Linked DNA regions of Mus musculus: region 1 is linked to region 2. The links are chromatin contacts, called in public promoter capture Hi-C maps. All regions are on one chromosome and are shown on one strand. Each heading gives the region's core, a stretch centred on a gene start, on an enhancer-like site or on the middle of the called end of the contact. The rest is flanking DNA. Distances are from core to core; before and after follow the strand shown.

Region 1 (6,365 bases), core at 1,706-4,205, 82 kb after region 2:
ACTGAGCACATAGACAATATCACCTGCTGAAGCTAAAACACAGGCCTAATTCATCAAAGTCCATAGTTCTGGGAAAGTCTCTAGATGTAGTAACCTTGCCTTTTGGCTTCTATAGTTCTGATTCTGCCTAACTGTTTTTGTTAACAGAAGTATAACAACTCAGGACATGTTTTTGGTGTTTAAAGCTCACTTGAGAAAGTGTTGGCACTGCATTGTTATACCAAACACCCAGTGTGGTAGCCAGCTGCCTAATAAAGATTTTCTACTGGCTAAACCCATGTCTGATTAGTCTTCTCTGGTGAAACCCCAAATGAGTTTCTTACTATGAGGCCTTGGCTGGCCCTGATCGTACTATATTTTAATATCAGGGTAGCCTCAAACTCAGAAGTTTGCCTGCCTTTGCCTCCCAGGGGCCGGGATTAGGGTATATAACCATCCCTCCCAGCCAAAGTCATTGCTCTAAAGTCCCTGACATATTGGACAAAGTTTCACAGGGTGTTTTTCTAAAGTTTGAGAGGACAGGCTGAAAGTGAAAGCAACTGAAAGTGTGTTGGATGAGAAGGCCTGGCTACTAAGGTGAGCTCAGGTGTGGAAGAACCTGCTCCTTCCTAAAGAAATAAAGTGATTTGGGCTGAAGCCGTCTCTCTTATGACCTACAAAACCTAAGACTATTTCAAAGACTGAGTTTGATGAATTTCTCTCAGAGTCTTACTTTGATGCCTCGGGAAAACTCAGTGTCGGGTCAGTGTTTTGTGGTACGGACCCTTTGATAAGTCCATGGACATGAAGAATCCTTTCTTGACAACAGCAGGATCTGTCTTGTTAATTTACTGAATAAAGTGTATTATCGTAGTGAAGTAGAGTCGTGTTCTCCAGTTAGGTAATACAGGACGAGCAGCGCAGACAGACATCGACTGACTTCCCAGGGTTTCTGGTTGTCCCCCAAATGTATTGCAACCAAGGCAATGAACAACAATAACAAAGCCCAAACCACGAGAGCAAATTTAATCTGCTTGCATTTTTTATATTGCTCTTTACTATGAGTATGTATGTGTCACCAGGCTCAAGTGGCAGTGTCTGCCTACCTAGCATACATGAAGGTCTGAGTTGGATATTCAGAGCTGCATAGGCCATGTACGCTGGGTACGCCGGCTCACGGTGGTAATCCTAGCACTCTGAAGGAAGAAGCAGGAGGGTCAAGATTCTAAGGTTGTGGCCTGTAGTAGTTAAGAACTTGCATTGTTCTCTGCGATGACCCAAGTTAAATCCCCAGCACCTTTGGAGAGGAAGGGGGTCTCACAACTGCCTGTATCTCTAATTCCAGGAGCTCCAGTGGCTCTAGTAACCATGGGCTTAACCACATAAAAATAAAAATGCTTAAAACTTCAAGGTGGGTCCGGGCGGTGGTGGCGCTCGCCTTTAATCCCAGCACTTGGGAAGCAGAGACAGGCAGATTTCTGATTACGAGGCCAGCCTGGTCTACAAAGTGAGTTCCAGGACAGCCAGGACTACACAGAGAAACCCTGTCTCAAAAAACCAAAAAAACTTCAAGGTGAGCATTGGCTACTTATAGATTCCAGGCTAGCTTGACATGGTTTTAATAAGTGAAGGAATGAGTACTTTGTTATCCACTGTAAAAATGGGTCAGGTAGCCTTCTGTCATAGCCTTCTGTCACTTAAGCTCTAAGGGATCTGTCACCCCGTTCTTGTCTCTATGGACACCTGCCTACAGAAACACAGACCAAAAAAAAAAAAAAAAAAATTGTTTTGAGACAGGGTCTCTTTGCTCGACTGTCCTGATACTCGCTTCATAGACCTCAAACTCGGAGATCTTCCTGCTCTGCCTCCCAAATGCTGGGTTTACCACCATGCCCAGCAAGTAGTAAATAAAAACAAACTTTAAATTTTCCTTTGCTACATCGATTTAATGATGTTTCACTACATCAGAATGTAAGAAACAGGAATCTCTGGGTTCTTTTCTTTATTTTGGCTTAAGACTGGCCTTACCCGGCAGAGGCAGAGGCGCAGAGAGGCACAGAGGCAGAGAGAGAGGCAGAGGCAGAGGCAGGCGGACTTCTGAGTTTGAAGTCAGCCTGATCTACAAAGTGAGTTCCAGGACAGCCAGGACTACACAGAGAAACCCTGTCTCGAAAAACCAAAAAAAAAAAAAAAAAACCCCACAGACTGTGCCTTCCTGCTTCATAGCTCTGGCTGTATTTACCATCACAGCCACATAAGCTAGAGAGCAAGGTACATCGAGGCCACAGAAAGTTAAGTCTTTTGGAACGTGGTAGTCCTGAAGCAAACCTCTACGTAGGAGGCAGGGGTGGGACGGGGCATGGGAGTTCCTACTGCTCAGCGCCTGAGCTCTGCCTCCTCTCAAAGGAGCCGTCCAAATTCCAGGACACACGTGACACGACGGAGGGCTCACCCTGAAAAAGACTGCCCTCGTCGCCTTCCCCCCCCGTCCCCCGAGAAGTAGCTGGAAAGAGCCTCATTAGGAAAACTTGCCCGCCCGTACTGCAATGTTGCAACCCTTTGGAGGATTAATTGGATGGCCCTGAAAAGGGCCTTTAGTTGAGAAAGAAGCTCTAGGTGAGCATAATTAGCCGCCGAATCCGTAGAGGGTGCGGCCCTGGCGCTTGAGCGCGTAGACCACGTCCATGGCGGTGACAGTCTTGCGCTTGGCGTGCTCCGTGTAGGTGACGGCGTCGCGGATCACGTTCTCCAGGAACACCTTCAGCACACCGCGGGTCTCCTCGTAGATGAGGCCGGAGATGCGCTTCACTCCTCCGCGCCGGGCCAGGCGGCGGATGGCGGGCTTCGTGATGCCCTGGATGTTATCGCGCAGCACTTTGCGGTGGCGCTTGGCGCCGCCTTTGCCCAGGCCTTTTCCTCCTTTGCCACGACCAGACATGATGAAGACAAAACTGTACTGCTCTAAGACGAAGCAGACGGCCTTCTGGAGAAGGCCGGCCCCTCTTATAGGGAACTTGCGGACCGGAGTGAAAACAGGAGCTCAGTGTAAGTGGGTGTGGCCGGGGGAAGGGCTTAGAGCAAATTTAACACAATAGGTTTTTATATGGAAAGGAAGCTAATTTCATCAACTCCCTGCACTACAGGTTTTCGTTAGCAGTTTTTTTCTTTTTTTTTTTTTAAACTTACGTGCATCAAACAACGCAAGATGCAGGTGCGCACTCATACGTGCACGCCTTTACCTTGTTCATTAAATGTGATCACTACGTCCTTATGGAACAAAAGTTATAGTATACAAAGGAAAAACATGTCGCTTTTACAGTAACACTATGTAGGAGTAAGTACACCAACTCTAAAGACGAGGTTCTAGGTCTGAATAATGTATGCCCCCTCGCTCCCAACCACATGGCAAATGGCGGTGATGGCACATGCCTTTAAACTCTACACTAGGGAGGCAGGGGCAGGGGCAGGGGCAGGCTAATAGGAGTTGAAGGCTGGACTGGCCTGGAGTTCTAGGACATCTAGGGAGACTCAATCCCCATCTGGAAACACGAAAGGAAAACAAGACACGGAGCTACTTTTCATGCTTACAAAGATCCCTAAGCATGAAAAGTGGCCAGTTTTCAGTACTTAACACCGTAGTTCAAAGGGAAATTAGTTCATTTATATTGGGTTCATGTATGCCAGTCTCTCTTGGGCAGAAACCACAACGTTTGTCTTCAATTCTGGTTCTAAAACCCTCACCTCTAAACCGCATACAAAATGACATCGATTTACGTAAGTATTCAGTTCTTTAAAAGACACTGTGGATGGCTCTGAAAAGAGCCTTTTTTTTTTTTCTTTTCGGGTGAGTGAACGGCTGGTCTTATTTTCCCTTGGCCTTGTGGTGGCTCTCGGTCTTCTTGGGCAGCAGCACGGCCTGGATGTTGGGCAGGACGCCGCCCTGCGCGATGGTCACGCGGCCCAGCAGCTTGTTGAGCTCCTCGTCGTTGCGGATGGCCAGCTGCAGGTGGCGCGGGATGATGCGCGTCTTCTTGTTGTCGCGGGCCGCGTTGCCCGCCAGCTCCAGGATCTCGGCCGTCAGGTACTCCAGCACGGCCGCCAGGTAGACCGGGGCGCCGGCGCCCACGCGCTCCGAGTAGTTGCCCTTGCGGAGCAGCCGGTGCACGCGGCCCACGGGGAACTGCAGGCCGGCCCGGGAGGAGCGGGTCTTGGCCTTGGCGCGAGCCTTGCCACCCTGCTTGCCGCGTCCAGACATGGTAGAAAGTAGACAGCTTCTGAAAACCGTACGCTTGCAAAGAGCAAGAGCTTGGCCCTTATAGTTTTCTCTGGGCGCAAAAAAGGGCCTATGCGATTGGCTGACTTCTTCTTTTCTTCTAGACGAATGGGAAGCATTCGCGGGCGCACGTCAATTGGACAAGACTTCGGATGTCGCCATGTATATCATGAACCAATCATAGGCGCCCGATCCCATGCCTCATTTGAATAAGACCTCATCAAATAGACAGGACCAAGTCGCTTCCGTGCTAGAGTTCCAGAGTTCCAGTCTCATCATGCCTGAGCCTGCGAAGTCCGCTCCCGCCCCGAAGAAGGGCTCCAAGAAGGCCGTCACCAAGGCCCAGAAGAAGGACGGCAAGAAGCGCAAGCGCAGCCGCAAGGAGAGCTACTCGGTGTACGTGTACAAGGTGCTGAAGCAAGTGCACCCCGACACCGGCATCTCCTCCAAGGCCATGGGCATCATGAACTCGTTCGTGAACGACATCTTCGAGCGCATCGCGAGCGAGGCGTCCCGCCTGGCGCATTACAACAAGCGCTCGACCATCACGTCCCGGGAGATCCAGACGGCCGTGCGCCTGCTGCTGCCCGGGGAGCTGGCCAAGCACGCGGTGTCGGAGGGCACCAAGGCCGTCACCAAGTACACCAGCTCCAAGTGAGTTCCTTTAACTCACACTCCTAACCCAAAGGCTCTTTTCAGAGCCACCTACACTTTCAGCGTAAAAAGCTGTTACACATGCAGGTTCCTTTCACTTTGGGGTAGTGGACGTGGGAGATGTGTTTCTTGTGTGGGTGCGGGTGCCCTGTCCCGGTTCGCAGGCACCTTAGAAGCAGCTCCTAGTGTTTTGCCGAGAGCCTCTTCCGCCTTGTTTACCTGTCCAAAGAGGCGAAGGAGAACAAAGAATGGGGAGGAAGTATGTGGTAAGTTCCTGGTCTTCAGGTTTAGCTGGTAGACGTAATTAAAAACCAATTAGCAAGCCTCATCTAAACAAAAGGGTAAGTCAAAGAAGGCGATTGTGGTCATTCTCCTTATCGGGCATGCCCAGCGAAAGGCATCGGAACTGTCCTGAAGGATCAATACTTTTGTCTGACTTCTTGAGCATACAGGGATATCCTGTCCGTGTATTCCTGCCCTATTTGCTCTAGGCTCGACCAGGGAATGAACGAGTTGGCCCGTTGGATGTCTATTCCTAGGGTAAGAACATGCTCAGGGATGTCAGTGTTTTAGGCAAGAAAAGATCCATCAAGATGCTTTTTCCGATTGCTACCTAGCAAGTTGCATCTGTGAAAACTGAAGAGATTCCGTTTGCAACTTAGGTTGGCTTAGGAATGGAAAGACTAACCTTAGGCCCCAGCTTTAGTATCGACTGGATATGCATCTGTAGAACGAATGTGCTGCACATCACACACCAAGTGACATCACAGGTTTCATTTCAAAAGGACCAATAACTTATCATCTCACTTTTCCAACTCATGATTCCTCACGATACTAAAGCAAGAGATTTAATTTTTTTCTCACCAAAGCCGCCTGTGTTTTCCTAAACTTAACATTGCTTTCAATATCTATTATTTCCCTAGTAAGCTTAGGATAAGAATGCAAAGTCATACCCTGTAAATTGGCAAAACTTTGAAGGAAAATTGAGTAATATCCGTTTGTGGTTAAATATGGAAATATCTTTTACAGCCTGAATTTCTACAGGTGGAAATTTACTGGTTCTGCAAAATGTGTAAAATGTGCACCCAGTGCTGTTAGCCTTCCTTCCAGGCTCCGCCCCACACTTAGTTACCTGTTTTGGTTCTTTCCCCAGCATAGTTTGTGATTCAAAAGACCAGAAGTAATCTGTTGGATAGCAAATTACAATAATACAGCCTTGTGTTTGGTGGAAAAACACACACCAAGGTAACTTTTCACAATAGTTATTTATTCTTTTTTTTTAATATTTGTCACCTGAACCTTTTTTTTTAATTTTTTATTTCTTATGTTTTATTTTTATTTGTTTATTTATTTATGTATTTATTTTTGTTCGTTTTTTGTTTGGTTGGTTGGTTTTGGTTTTGGTTTTTTTTTTTTTTTTTTTTTTTTTTTTTTTTTTTTTTTTCGAGACAGGGTTTCT
Region 2 (7,132 bases), core at 4,387-6,886:
GTAGAACTATGAAGATGGACTATCATGTAGCGATTCTGTATAGACAAATAGATGACTTCTTAGTTCTTATGTTTTTGGTTGTGAGCCATCTCTCCAGTCCAACTTCTTAAATTTTAATGATGATGCTATAAGAATTCCTAAAGCTATGTCAGTATTTATTAAGCTCTTTTTATAGTGGAAACTGATAATCAAAACTGCAATCTGTCAGTCTTCCATGTGTCACCAGTTAATTGCTTCTGAGATATTACTCAGAGCACATTCCAAAAGATTGAAAAAACTATTAACCAAAGGTCTTAAAAGGGGAACTAATGATTTATAATAGGTGCTGGGACAGAAGATAAAATATTGACTGGGCTTATCTATACAAAACATCACTAATAACTTAGTTATGTTTTTTAACTCTCGATGAACCTGTGGAGCTGTGACAAGTGATGACAGTTTAGCCAGATAATTACTCCTAATGGATATTCATGTAAACATTCTCTGTTGCAAACTTCTTTCTCAATTTATGATTGAAATTTATGCATAAACTTGTGATGAACTTTTTACCATCTGATCATGCATTCTGAAAGATATATAAATGCTGAAGACAAAGGGAAGAGACAAAACTGAGCTGAGGAGAAGAACTTTTTAGACAGAATGCTTTTTAGACAGATCTGAACAGCATTTTCTAGAACAGAACAGGATAATTTTTTAGTCAGGACACGAGAGCTTTTAGACAGAACTAAACTCAAGAAGAACTTAGAAGTAAAGGCGCAGCATTGGGAGAAAAGGCATTGCGAGTAAGCACATTATTGTGACCTCAGAGCAGGAGGGGAGAGCAAGATTAGAAGGGGAATGCAGAACAGAACCTTAGGAACTATCAGGTAGCAGAAGAAACTAAAAGAGCAATATGCGGAATTCAGAGGGAAAAAGTAAAAGAGAAGAAAGTGCAGAGAAAGCAGGAGAAGGCAGGCTTCTCCTTATCATGGGAGAGACCAGCCCTTTCTTTTCTTAACAACAAGGCAGACGTAGACTTACTAAAGAGAACAATGCTGTCTTCTTACAGACCTGAGCTTAGTTCATTTAGCAATAAAAGGGAAGAAGCTTTTTCTTTCTCTATGCAATAAAGACTGAAGCTCATTTTCCATCCAGAAAGAGTGAATCTTTTCTGCACTGGCACTTGGTCTTTTGCTCCAAATGGATATAAGTATGGATGCGTGTGTGTGTGTGTGTGTGTGTGTGTGTGTGTGTGTGTGTGTGTGTATGTGTGTGTGTGTGTGGTGTGGTGTGTGGTGTGTGTGTGTGGTGTGGTGTGTGTGTGTGTGTGTGTGTGTCTGTTTGTGTGTGTGTGTGGTGTGTGTGTGTGTGTGTGTGTGTGTGTGTGTGTGTGTGTATAAGTATATAAGTATGAGAATGTGTACAAGCTGGGCCTAACTGGTTTAAATGGCAATATATAAATATGCATGTGTTAATCTGTATATGAATTTATGTGAGTTTATACATATTTGCTCATGTAAAAGTTTTTCCTTCTGTGAGCCTGATTCTCTTCTCCTGGTTCAGAAGATTATTCCTCCAAACGTCCCTCTAGCCTGACAAGCAAGAGGCATCTGTTCAAAAGGGAACAGGCTCTAGCAAGTAATCCTTTTCTTAATACATTGCTGTTTTAAAGTAAGGTGCTACATCCCAGAGACTGAAGTTGCTGGTCTCAAAGGGACTCGGGCAGGTCTGGTACAGTAGCAAAGTGACTTAGACTTAGATAAGTAAATATTGTTATTATTATACAGCAACCCTAAGTATCTCATAAGACCAGTTCTTAACCCAATATCTTGTAAAAGTAAATTCAACCCCTGCCAACACTCTTCCCCCTCCACTGCCTCAAGAAGAAACACAAGAAAGAAGATCCTCCAGGGCTGGCCCCCACTGTTACTTAGGGATACATGACTAAACTCTTTATTGTTAATATTTTTCCAGTTAAAGGATACATTTTGAGAAAGAAAGCATTAAAGTGTTGGTTATAATGGATCTTTTTGAAGTTTACCAAGTTAAGCACAGGCCACATATTGTTTCCTTAGTTTATAGAAAACAATTTGGGAATAGTCATATACAATTGTGAAAACTACTATTATACATTGTTTATAGAAAATTGAGAAAACTGTACACCCCTTGTTAACAAATAGAATTTCATCAATATGAAGGTTTACCAACTATTTCAAAATATGTTTTAAGATAAAACATTTTATATTCCTTATTACAAAAGTGAAACACAAAAATGCCAACAGACTGGTTTTGTCCTTATGTATGTTATGATTATTTGACTGCAGTCATAGCCAACTCGTCTGGGGATGTACTAGAAGCCTCTTTGATTTTAACACTATCCATAATTTTGATCCTGTAATATCTAGTACACAACATTACCCTTCCTCATATTGATGTAATTTCTTGCAAGGCATATTCTATTTTGTCAAAAACAAACAGTTCTTCCTTTCCATACACTTGTCAAAGAACCATGACACAAAGTTCAGACTGACAACCAGTTTTTCCAGAGGCATCAGAACTTGAATGCAGCAGCATGACGATGCGGCCAAAGACTTCAGACAGTAGGTAGGTTACAGGGTAGGAGAGGTACAGATGCTGAGGGTAGGCCCAGGTTTTGGAAGAGTTCCAATGAGCTGTCTGTCTCTGAAGGTCATGCACAACAAAGATCTGCAATGCCAGAGACCTGGGACTGAAACAAACAGGCTGAGGGTCTGATACTCGAAACACTCGAGTTCATCCTGAGGGAGGCAATGCCTAAGAAAGACACTTGCCACACAGCCCCTGGACTGGTTTTAGATTTTCTATGCCGTAACCAAAGCCCAGTTTTTCATTCAAGATAACACAGCAACAATTATTTTGGACTGAATGTGCCAAATCCACTGTGCTCTTCTATCCACAGATGTGTTGTTATCTGGCACACTCTGTTGCTTTTGCAAACTATCTTCTGAAACTTTACAAAAATATTCGATTACACATCTAACAATATTAGCACAAATACTTAAGTATAATAGCTTTGTAGAAAATGGGATTCATATTTTCATCCCTGTTCATAAAACAACACAAAAGAGTGAGCAGATTTTCTACAAAATATTCTATTAAGTTCCATTTCACAAGTATAAAGTTATTTTAAAATTTTTTATTTTTTTATATTTTAAAAAAAGTATGTTCTTTTATGTTCTTTAACTTTAACTTTTGATAACTTTATCATTGAAATACAGCAGAAGTAAACATTAGATTTTTTATACCATATCATTAAGCATCTTTTCCAGAGGTGAACCATACTTAGAGAAATTCATGGTCTTGTTATCCTTGCATTATAAATGTAACTTTCTGGTATATTTGAAATTACAGACATGATAGGTAAAACAAGATCCTAAAGTGTGTTTGATATAGATATGGAGCAAACTGTGCTGTTGTGTTAATGCACATAAAGGGATAAAGATCCAAGAGACTGATGGTATATGTGATGTACTATTTAAACATAAAATACCTGAATGCTAAAATTCATGATATCCTAAATATATTTCGTATATGAAATGCCTAAGTCCAGCCATTTAATGGTGCTATTCATTCTAGAACTAGGCGCATTTAGTTGCAAAACTACCAATAAAACGTCAGAGTATTCAAGGAGTTTAGGTTGAGCCACGACAGTCCAGGCCAATTTTTCTGCTTACTGGAGTCATTGGTCCAGCTACTTTCCACTTTGTCCAAACTGGGACACTTGTCTTCATAACCAATGAAGAAGCCTGATGCAGCAGTAAGAAAAATAAGCCAGAGATGTTATATGTTGTAATTCTGGCACTCCAAAGATTAAATCAGAAAACTAAGTCAGGAATTCAAGGCCAGCTGGGGGTATCTCAAAAAGATAAAGAAAACAAAAACAAAAAACAAAACAAAAAATTAATAAATAAAATCTTGCTCCACTTCTTTTTCTTTGCAGTAGGATTTGCATTTAAATTGATTCAAATTTTGTATTATTTATTTAAGAAAAAGAGTGATGTGGACATCGATGATGTAGAAGTCAGATGAGGGAATCAGATATTCTTTAGTTGGAGTTAGTGAGTTATGAGTTGCTCATAGTGGGTACCAGGAAGTGAACTCTTATCCTAAAGAATATCAATTGCTCTTAACCTTTGAGCCACTACTCCAGCCATAATAAATTTAATAAACTATATTTGCATATAAATTTTATCCAAGTTGCTGTACACCATTGAAGTGCTTGCTTTGTGGTGCATTTGGGTGGTTATATATTGTTATGGAGAATAAGATATCCCTCAGTGGTTGAGCTGTTTTGTTGGTGCTTAATTGTGCTTTCATTTTCATGTAAAAGAGAAAGGATACTGGTTGCAGTGTCCTGTTAGGACACTGTGTTGTATTTATTAGCCTTAGGCTACTAAACATTCAGAAGCTAAATAAGAAAACTTAAGCTACAAATATAAAATTAGAAGTCATTAAGGAACAGATACTATTTAATGACCCAGTGGATGGGATCTCCAAAGGAGTGTGGAAAGAAATAGTTTGTGACTTAAAAGTTCTACAGGCAAATGATGTGTTAGAACTCACCAAATGCGGACAATGAAAAGACATTGTCAAACATTGGGGTTTCAATGTTGCCTGAAAGACCAGCAACCCACAGGAAGTTCTAATAAGTCATAGTTTGGGCAAAACCACTCAGCGACTCTGAAATCAGAGTTGCTGGGAGGGAAAAACAATCAGCTCTGAAGCATGATCTGGGAGCAATACTGGCTACTTCTGAGGCAGAGGCAGAAAGATCACAGGTTTGAGGCCAGCAATGGCAAACAGAAGGTTATGGGATGCTGGTAATGTTGTATCTACAGAATGAATTCAATCTCCAGCACTACTCCTAAAACTCAAAAGCCCCCCCCCCCCCTCTATGGCATATCTGTACTAGAGAGCTAGAGAACCAGCTGGTGTGTGTGTGTGTGTGTGTGTGTGTGATGTAATACTGTCAATTATACCGATAAGTGAGATCACAGAAAAGATCATGTCTTAAGCACAAAGCCAGGAAAATGGCATTTACTAATTGACGTGTTAAAACTCTCTGATACACCAATTAGTTCACTTTACACAAAAATGTGAAAGCTGACCATTACAAAGTAGGTCACCCATGTCAGAGACATTACTTGTATTCTTGGTCATGAGGACTTTCTAACCCTTCTGACATGAGTACAGCGCTTCAAAGAATTAAGTGGGTGGCCCTGAAAAGGGCCTTTTGTAGCAGAAATAAAAGACAAAGACTTAGCCTCCGAATCCGTAGAGGGTGCGGCCCTGGCGCTTGAGCGCGTAGACCACGTCCATGGCGGTGACGGTCTTGCGCTTGGCGTGCTCCGTGTAGGTGACGGCGTCGCGGATCACGTTCTCCAGGAACACCTTCAGCACACCGCGGGTCTCCTCGTAGATGAGGCCGGAGATGCGCTTCACTCCCCCGCGCCGGGCCAGGCGGCGGATGGCGGGCTTGGTGATGCCCTGGATGTTATCGCGCAGCACTTTGCGGTGGCGCTTGGCGCCACCTTTACCGAGCCCTTTCCCGCCCTTACCTCTGCCAGACATGACTGCACTCAGGACAGCTCAGAACAGAGATGCTGACAGGGAGCCTGAGCGCCGCCTTTTTATACTGCGGCGGGCGGACCGAAATGAGAACCTGCAGGGAAGAGGCGGGAAGTTGCGCCCGCAGCTGTGGGGGAGGGGAAGACTTACCAAAAAGAAAAAGGGCGCCTTTTGTTTCCCTGTCCGAGCTTTCTGAGGGAACTAGCTCCTCACGCCCTTTTAAGAGTTTGGAGAATCGAGCGCACAATCAGTACACTGACTGTACAAAATACAGAAAGCCAAGCGGCCCCTTAACAACCCGTAACCCCGTCCAGAGAGGACACTGCAGGCGGCTGCTAAGGCGCTTTGGTGCTCAGTACACACTTTCCAACGTGCAAACCGTGCTCTGAATTACCTTGTGTTCCTTCTCTATTGTAACCACATTTCAAATGTTTTTTGTTTTTGGTTTTTTGGGTTTTTTTAGTTCAAACTTACAAAAAGCCTCATAATACCTGTATTATTCTCTTGAGAACTTTTCATAAAAGCACCAATCGGTATTACTCATCTGCATCGCTTGGTGAATCATTTTAAGTTTAAAGTCATTTTTCACCGTTAAGTGAATTTTTCATCACTATACTTACGGTCACTTCTGATATTTCTATTGTGACCATATTAAATTTAAGCTTATCTATATTGACATTTCATCGCTCTTATTGCCAACCTCATTTCTCAAAGATTTTTTTTATTTAATTGACTTTCACTAATATTTTCAAGAAAATATCCAAGTGGGTTTGTGAAGTCTGAACAAAATATTTGAAGACAGGGGTTCATCTGTGACTACTATGCTCTGTACTAATACTCTCTGTACAGTACAAGTATAATGAAAAACACTTTTTTTTAATCTCCTGAAACTTTTCCCCCACATCTACTAAATTAGGATCTGTCAAGAAAATTGATGGAAAAACTATATTTACAAAAACTGGTTGATTGACAGGAACTACATATATGAGAGGTATGAAAACAGTGAAATTGGAGTGTCACAGGTTCTAATGCTGGTTGTCTTCTTGGTCACACTTTATGCTCTGAATGTGGTCCTCTATGTCTAACAGTTTGTGACTAATAGATAAAAACCTCATTTGTAACCTCAACATAGCAGATCAGTAGTTTCCACCAATCCAAAAGGCAAGAAAGTCATCAGATAGTATCTGGGATCTGTAGAAAAGTTTCTCCCACATTGCTGCACATCTCTCCAATATGTTTAAACCTATCTTTACTTTGTTTTATAACTTCATAAGACTCCTTCCATGTTGGAACATGAAATTTGGAGAAACCTCTAGTATACACTGTTTCTTATTCCCTTTCAGGTGAGAGGTGAGTGGATTTTTTGGTTTTGTTTTTCTATCTGTCTCTGTGTGTGTGTGTGTGTGTGTGTGTGTGTGTGTGTGTGTGTGTGTGTGTGTGTGTTTCAACTATGCAGGGATGATGACGCAAGTCAAAGTCAGAAAGGTGGGAAAGGATAAACCATGAAGAGTATTAGGGCTGTACCAGAGAGCTGTGAAGAGGCACA

What was found. Capture Hi-C pulls out chosen DNA fragments and counts their contacts.
Region 1: a promoter capture Hi-C map of liver shows a contact between it and region 2. The contact joins the promoter of H4c18 here to the promoter of H4c12 in region 2. A contact is called at or near these places in 2 of 39 promoter capture datasets (embryonic stem cells and macrophages), 5 of 115 datasets of contacts at active chromatin or transcription factors (the SCID.adh cell line, embryonic stem cells, epiblast stem cells and 1 more) and 3 of 9 other capture datasets (adipose tissue, liver and pancreatic islet).

The regions. Positions count from the first base shown.
Region 1 is chr13:21,829,242-21,835,606 of GRCm38.p6, forward strand. H4c18 (H4 clustered histone 18) reads right to left here and starts at 2,956. Exons shown (of 1, transcript NM_175657.3): 1 at 2,551-2,956. The coding sequence starts at 2,917. The coding sequence ends at 2,606. H2ac24 (H2A clustered histone 24) reads right to left here and starts at 4,234. Exons shown (of 1, transcript NM_178185.2): 1 at 3,783-4,234. The coding sequence starts at 4,234. The coding sequence ends at 3,842. It overlaps H4bc24 (H2B clustered histone 24), which reads left to right and starts at 4,502. Exons shown (of 2, transcript NM_001110555.1): 1 at 4,502-4,906. The coding sequence starts at 4,530.
Region 2 is chr13:21,744,917-21,752,048 of GRCm38.p6, forward strand. H4c12 (H4 clustered histone 12) reads right to left here and starts at 5,637. Exons shown (of 1, transcript NM_178211.2): 1 at 5,229-5,637. The coding sequence starts at 5,589. The coding sequence ends at 5,278.